Linked DNA regions of Mus musculus: region 1 is linked to region 2. The links are chromatin contacts, called in public Hi-C maps. All regions are on one chromosome and are shown on one strand. The core of a region is the stretch at or near the end of the contact, and the rest is flanking DNA. Distances in the headings are between cores, read along the strand shown.

Evidence for each region. A called contact is a pair of places that touch in the nucleus more often than the background predicts.
Region 1: a Hi-C map of olfactory sensory neurons shows a contact between it and region 2, with 2.8 times the contacts expected there. The contact joins the promoter of Krt77 here to the enhancer-like site in region 2. A contact is called at or near these places in 1 of 39 promoter capture datasets (embryonic stem cells), 10 of 484 Hi-C or Micro-C datasets (cerebral cortex, embryonic stem cells, forebrain and 4 more), 3 of 115 datasets of contacts at active chromatin or transcription factors (astrocytes, embryonic stem cells and neural progenitor cells) and 3 of 9 other capture datasets (adipose tissue, embryonic stem cells and liver).

Annotation. Positions count from the first base shown.
Region 1 is chr15:101,867,249-101,871,401 of GRCm38.p6, reverse strand. It overlaps Krt77 (keratin 77), which reads left to right and starts at 1,697. Exons shown (of 9, transcript NM_001003667.2): 1 at 1,697-2,335. The coding sequence starts at 1,784.
Region 2 is chr15:101,771,577-101,775,385 of GRCm38.p6, reverse strand. No RefSeq gene overlaps it. Among named protein-coding and RNA genes, the nearest start is that of Krt72, 13 kb to the left of the region's middle. Within about 2 kb of position 1,760, at least 62 of the 459 cell types and tissues checked have an H3K27ac peak or open chromatin away from gene starts, as enhancers often do. A contact at or near this core is called in olfactory sensory neurons and palatal mesenchyme, where this site is marked.

The DNA of each region.
Region 1 (4,153 bases), core at 448-2,947, 96 kb before region 2:
AAATCATAGGCAATGTAGCTGCTCCCTAGGATGGGACGGGGTGAGGGAGAGAGGAGCTATGCATGTATATATAGACATTGCAGTATCTTCTGCTATGCTTCGATTCATAGAGTCTGGAAAAACTGTAGCATCCAAGGCTCTGGAGCAAGTGACATGTCTGAGATAACAACAGCCAGGTGGGAGCAGGGCCTGGAGTTGAGCTCAGAGCTTTTGCTTCCATATTTCAGGCTCTCACACTTTCCTGTCTACATTGGTTCCCGAGATGACCCATTAATGAGTTCCCACGCTCAGAACACTGTGACAAGTGATAAGGTCTGTAGTCTGGCAGCACTCTGGACACTCCTAGTTACAGGATGTTTCTCTCCTAGCCATCTCTTGATTTCACAGGCCACCTGATCTTTCTCGATTTGTTTGGAATTTCTGCCCCAAATTTGGGGCACTTGAGAGCCGGCCACAACTATTGGAAAAAAAAAAGATTTATTGTTTGAACACATAGAAAAAGAACATTAGGAGAAAATGTTCCACAATCTGCAAGAGAGCGATTTAAATTCCCCCATGTTGAGCTGAGCAGCAACCCTTTGCAACATTGTATAATGATTCTTCTGGACCGGCTATGCTTTCTTCTGGTTTTAAACAATTGTGTCCATGTGGGCAAATCATTGATCATTATTTTCTGAAGCTGGGAATTTATTCTTTCTCTTCATGATCACAAGATTTATTAGTGCGTTTTGGTGCAGTTGGGTGTGAATATGGGAATGAAGAGAACGAACATGCACTAGCTATTTGTGTCCAAGTGCAAACACACACTTCTGTTGGACAACACTTGTAGACTCTCATGAACTTCACATTACGTCTTCTGCTGGGACAGCCCTTTCTTCTCAGAGAGTGCGCATGAGCCAAGGTTCCTTTCCTACTACTCCCTGATAAGTACAGAAGGTGAGAGTAATGCTTTAAGAACTCACTATTATTGTTACTGTCTCTGCCAGGAGAAAAATTTTATGCTGACCAAATAATAATACTAAATCCAAATTAAGGCTTGTGTTTCACATACCTGTGGTCTTTATGTATTTCTTAAAAGATAGCTACTTTTTCTTTTTACAAAAATATTGTCGGTGCCAGTTTAGAAATATTAGAATAGAAGAAGACATATGGGAGTAGTTCTCCTCTGAGTCTAGGAGACATTCATACTGGGAGATGCTCACAGATATTTTGTTCACACACATGCATGCACACACCAAACAAACAAACAAACAAACAAAAAACCACAAAACAAAAAATGGATTTTATGTACGAGGACAGCCTTGTTACAGCAAGTGTCTCCACTCTCATCCAAGCTGTGGCCCCAAGGTCACTAGACACTTCATAGTTTTATCCTAGATCTCTCTGGCACACCCCAAAACAAACAACTCCATGCTGCTTCTTAGGAAAAGATCAATTTGAGATTTAAGGAGAAACACTACAGGAGTTTCCAACACTGAGATCCTGAGAGATTGCTATCCTTTGGTCTCTCCGTAGTAAGAGATGAATGATAAATGATCAAGTTGGGGGAGTTTGTCTGCAATGCCATTTCAGCAACACATAGGTATGAGGCTTGTAAGCAGATGCTACTGGCAGGCAAATACTCCCCTCCCAGGGTTCGGAAAGTTTCCAGCCCAGCAGGTGTGTGTATATATAGGGACTGAGCCAGATCCTTTCCAAGAGAGTCGCAGCTCCCTCAGTCCCTGCTCTCTGCCTGCTTTCAGCTGAGTCCTTGCTACCAGTGCTTCTGGTTGCCCTAGCAACCATGAGCCGCCAGTTTAGTTCTCAGTCTGCATTTAGCTCGAGGAGCAGGAGGGCCTATAGCTCCAGGTCTTCATCAGGCTTTGGAGGTGGGAGACAGGCTCTGGTGTCTGTGAGTCAGTCGAGGAGGTATGGCGGTGATTATGGTGGTGGGTTCAGTTCCAGGAGTCTCTACAGTCTGGGTGGTAGTAAAAGCATCTTTGGGAACCTAGTGGGACGAAGTGCCAGTGGTTTCTGCCAGAGTAGAGGGCCAGGAGGAGGATTTGGAGGAGGAATCGGAGGAGGAATTGGAGGAGGAAGAGGCTTTGGTGGAGGTGGCTTTGGTGGTGGCTATGGCGGAGGTGGCAGATTTGGAGGTGGTTTTGGGGGTGCTGGATTTGGATTTGGGGGCTTCGGTCCTTCTTATCCTCCCGGGGGCATCCATGAGGTGACTATTAACCAGAGTCTCCTGGAGCCCCTTCACCTGGAGGTGGATCCTGAAATTCAGAGGGTCAAGACCCAGGAGCGGGAACAGATCAAGACCCTCAACAACAAGTTTGCCTCCTTCATTGACAAGGTGAGTTCCTTACGGGCAGGGAGAGTCAAACAGCCAAGACTGCCTCACACTCTGCCAGAATGTAGCTACTAGCAACCACTGTACTCTTTAAGTTGATGGCAGCCACTTCTTCTTGTGCATGTGCTGGGAACTCAGAAAGTGGTTAACCTAGGCTTTTAACCCAGGCTTTCACCCGAACTGTAACATAAGCATTTAACACAGGCTTTTGGGTGTCGGGTGTGTGTGTGCACTGTTAGTAGGAAAGCAGATAAGGGTCCTGATGATACCCAACAGATGCACATGGCATGCATCTTACTCTCATTCATCGTTACCCATGTTCCACTCATCTGTGTACCTTGGCACCCACTCAATCACCTGTACTCCCCACATCCATCTTTCTACCCACCATCCACACACACTTATGCATCCATTCACCCAACCACGACTCAAACATATCCATCCACCATCCGTCTGTCTGTCCGTCCATCCATCCATCCATCCATCCATCCACTGTTCACCCATCATTCACCCATGATCCACTATCCATCCATTAATTCATCCATTATCCATCCATCATGATGGATGGTGATACATCAATCCATCTTTCCATCCATCCATTCATCCACCATCCATCATTTATCCATCAATCAATCCATCCATCATCCACCCATCCATCATCTATCCATCTGTCCATCTATCTGTAACCCACCCATTCACCTATCTATCAATCTTCCTGCCCAATTGTTCCACTCCCATTCAATCCACAAATATTTTATTAGGTCTACTCTATGCCACTGTACATAAAAGCTATAAGGACTACTGGGACACAAGTTATGCTCTCAAGAAGCTCCAAAATGGAATGGCAGAGAATGATGACAGTTTATTGGAGATGCATTAGTATGTGGTACTCTTTGGGTAGCTCAAAGGTGCCTGAGTTGTGCCTGCTGGATACTAGGAGTGCTTTGTTGGGACACCTCAGGTCTTACCTGGGTCTTGAAGATAGAAGAGCCAAACAGCTGTCAGGCAAAAAAATGTCCACGCAGTGAGGAGGCATGAAAAGTGTGACTCCCTTCAGGGAATTTCAAATGTCAAAATTTCTGGGAAAATGACAGAGAAGAAGGGATGTGGTGGGTACAGCTAGAGATGGGCAGTGACAGCAGCTAGGAAGCTGTTGGTGGGCATCAGGTGAGTGTCTTGATGGCAGGTCTCTCTGGGAACTAAAGTCAGTAATGTATAATGAGGTGTTCTGTCTGACTTTGCCTTTTTACCACCCTCTCCAAGGCCAACAAAGGGCCACCTTGAAGCCCTTTACCCTAATTCACATGAAGTTTTCCTCATCTTCAGGTCTCTGAGAAGGAGGTCACCAGACAGCTATGGTCAAAAGCTTCCCTTTGTTACATGCAGAGGAGGGGGCACAATGGCCACTGCCTGATATCAGGGCAAGTGTTAGAGATGGAGCAGTGTATGAGCAGGAGGAAGAGGACATAGAGGGAGAGTCATGGACAGCTCCAAGGGAGTCCAACAGAGCCATGTGCTTGTGTCTGCTTCTGATCACTCAGAATGAGAAACATTTGGTCACCAGGGCAGGGGCTGGAAGGTTTGCCGGGAGTAAGGACTTATCAGTGAGGGAGATTCTACCAGGAAGCTAAGGTTGGCCAAGGAAGGAGCAGGGAAAACTGGCAAACAAAATCCCACAGACTTCTTTTTGGAAATTAACCTGGGATTTTCACTTGATCAAGGCTCCTGACAAGGACAGAAGCCTATTACATTTTAGAGCAGTGTACAGGGATTAGAGGTTTCATATTCTCTCTTCAAAGCAGGCCCTGTGAGGACAATCAG
Region 2 (3,809 bases), core at 511-3,010:
ACATCTGCTTTATCGTCTGACTTCAGTCTGGTTGGCATCAGGTGACAGCTGACCCTGTTAAACAACTGAGAGGGTGGGCTTGCTGCTTCCCATGCCGTCACATGTGGGTGACATCACCCCCACTGTGGAGATGTACTCAGCTTGAAGCCACCTCCCACAGTGGCCCTTTCTTCCCCCTATGTGGCTCCACTTTCCTCATCTTCTAGCACAAGCAGGGAGCCTGTGCATGCATCTTCTGGCTGTATTTGTGCAAAAGTGTGGTGGCTTAGGGAACAAGTATGGAGTGAGCCATTGTCTGGGCGCTGGGGATACCAAAACAAACAGCATAGATGGAAACCAGGGAGGTTCACAGTCTACTGAGGGTAGGAGAACCCAGCAACAAACAACACAGTGTCTAACATGGCAGCGAGTAGAGTTAACTTCTATGAAGAATTATCAGCATAGGAAGATGAGCAGTTTGGGTGATCTTTGTAGGCGTGTGTCTCTTTGCAAGGATGCTGGTTTCTCAGGTGGCCAGCCAACTGATGTGAACAGAGATCTTATCATGGGCAGGCCGGTCTTTCAAGAACAAGCTTTGTTGAAAGGTGGCGTTCCAGGTGCCTATGACATCTTTTCCTATGTCCATCCTTCCTTGATCCATATCAGTCTATCCCTTAGCTGACTAGACTCTTCTCACCCAGGGGCCATTTATCTATTTTCCACTTATTGAGAAAAATAATTTCCTCATCTTTTGTAGCCAGGATGAAATTTCATTCCCTCCCATGCACCTGTTGTGCCCAGTTCTTCCAGGAAACCCCATCAAGCCACCTAGCATGAAAAGAGAAGTGACATTCTAGCTGCCAGCCCGACCATTCCCCAGGCCCCACTCTTCAGGAGTGCAAGCTCAGAGGAATGAGAGTTCTGCTTATAGTACCTGGGAATAGTAGGGTCTCAGCAGGTACCTGTGTAGCTGTGACACCCCTTGAACCTATGCTGGTATCCATGCATGTCCCTCCCCTATCCCTCAACACCCTCTTGTCCCAGGGTCCTCATGTGTGGCTCAACTCAGGATATATTTCCTGCGAGAATGTGCTACTAAGTGGAGTCTTTGCTTCTGGGGAATTAAGAGCCCTACATAATACAAACGCCTTAATGCCTTGCCATGTAAGTGAGAAAACACCGGGTTAGTAGGTTTGTGTTTCTAACACAACCACATACATACACTTTACATAATTTATTGTTGAAATGGGGGCCCTTTGATATCATCAAATGCTAAACTGATCCTTGGGAAAGAGGCAAAGCAAAGACATCCAGGCTAACGTCCCTCTGGACCTGCCTGGCATTCTGACTTTGGATTTTGCTTCTTTTAATTGCCAGTTGTGGCGCAGTAGAAAAATCATGCCCTTGTAAAAATGGGTTTAACATTAGCTAGCCTTGTCCTTTTGGTGTGCCGGGAGCTCAGCTCAGCCCCATTGGAGACTTTTCTACCTGGCAGAATGGCTAATTCTCCTGAGAACTGGTATGGACCATTGTCAACAATGAAAGTGCTACTGTCATACTGCCCAGTTTGCTCTGGGGTGTTGGGACTCAGGGAGGGAGGTTAAACAGCTCACCAAGGATCAGACCATGTATCGAGGAGGGACAGAAGTGGGCGTTGAAGCCCTGTGAGGTTCTGGGGTCTGTGATTCCAGTCGTGGAGGACACCTCACAGCTGTTATGACTGCAGCTGTGTGTTGCGTAATGAAGACTCACGTGATTGGAAAGTGTTGCTAGGTGATCGTGCCAGGGTGCAGGCGTCAGAGTGTGCTTATGCGGAGTGTGCTTATGCCCACCTAGGCAGTGCAGCTCAACCCTGAAAAGATGTACACAGCTGTTGCTGGGGCAGCACAGTGGATAAGCAGAAGTCACACTCTCTAAGATGACGAATCAATGCATCGTGTAGCAATGCAGGCACTGGTGACAGCCATCTGTCTTCTTGTCAAGTATTGCGACTGCCTATAATTGTTTTATGCCTGGTGGTGTTGTGAGTGTGTGTTCTCCAGACTTACCACGAACACCTGAGTCCTACCCAGTGCTTTGGAGCATCATCAAATGACAGAAAGTTTTCAGCCTTCTTATCCCACTCTGGGACCTGGTTATATACACTGTTGTTTGTTGACCTGAACCTGTCGTGTGTCATTGCAAGATCTGAGTGACTGATAACTTCATTTGGGAAGAGTCTTGCTGAGTAGCCCTGGCTAGCTTGGAACACCCTGTGTAGCCCAGGCTGGCCCTTGACTTGCCATGGTCCTCCTGTCTCTCCAGAATACTGGGATTTGAGGTATTCAGCACCATGTTCTGTCCACGGGACTTGCATCTGTGGGTCTTTCTCTGTGTTTGTAGGATGTGTACTGATTGGTTCAGGGCCCAGGAGTCGGGCAGCAGCAGAAGTTGATAGAGTTAGACTGTGTATGGAACGTTGGATTTGTCTCAAGTGCTAACACTTCTGGTACATCTAACCTGTGCACACACTGCCCTCTGTCAGCAGCTCCTGGTACTGCACCTACCTCGGCCCTGAGAAAAAGATTACAAAGAAGCTGTGGGGGATAAACCCGGGTCAGCCCAGTGCCTCTCTGGGGGAGGAGCTGCTTGGCTCCCTGGCATGCCTAGACTGCTCCCAAACACTGAGTTGCCAGGGCCTTGTCTCCTGTCTCCTCCTTCCCCTCCTCTCCTCTCATGGAAGGAGAAAGGAGGCAGCCCCCTCTTTCTGAACCTCCCCACCTTCAGTAGCTAGCTGTTCTTTCACAGGGCTTTCCCTCAGGTGTCTGAGAACATCCCTGTTGTGTCAGAGGTCCTGGGAGCGTGGGAGGTCAGTCACTCAGCAACACTCCCTCCTCCAAGTCCCACTGGCATCTCAAGCAAGTCCCAACCTTGGCTATAAGGGCGACCTTTGAATAACTGTCTCTCAAAGCAGATGAACCAGCACTGCACAACTGTACATAGACAATCTTGTACAGGGCTTCCTGGAGGAGGATGTGGAAGGCTACTCTGTGGGTTCCCCAGGACTCCATTGCCTTAAATGCCTTCAGGGTGACTGGTGATTATTTTGCATTGCCTGTCTGTCTCTGTATTCCTCTTTGGCAGCTCCTTTCAGCACCAGCAGGGGGCTGGGGTGTAGAGGTGTCCTCCCTATCTCCTCCAGCCTCAGGGTAGCATCCACTCCACATCCCATGTTGCTGTGGGTCTCCCTTAGGAGGCCGATGGTCCTAACCTCATATTTCCTACCGTCTGTCCCCACAAGGGTTTTAGATCTAGATCTCCGAGGTTCCAGGTCCTTCCAGCTGTAACTATAGATGAAGAAGCAGAGGTGGCCTGGGACACTGCCAACCAGCAGTGCATTTCATTCCTGGCTTTGTTTCTTTGCTACTCATCAGTCTGCCTGCCTTTGTTGTCTCTTTATTTTAACAATGGGGAGAAGGGGAAAGGATTGGCGTGAGGGTGAGTTAAAATGGTTGAAGTGCTGATTCCAGTGACTGGTGCCTGTAAGCCGTGGACAAGCAGTTGCTCCGAACTTCTCTGAAATGTGCCTACCAGACTAGCCCATTCCAGTCCTGCTCCATACAGCTCTTACTGCATTCTCCTCGGACCCCAGAAGGCTCTTTCCCATGGCTGCTGGCTTGCTCCACACTACCCTCTGCTCTTCCTCATGACCTGGAAAATAAGTGTGCCCCAGTCCTGATCTCACTGCTTCCAGTCTCCTGGCTCCCTGGTGGTCGCTGTTCTCCCATCTTGGCTCTCCTGGCTCCTGGTTCATTTTACAAAGCCCCCTTCTGATCTGGCAGTGGGCATTG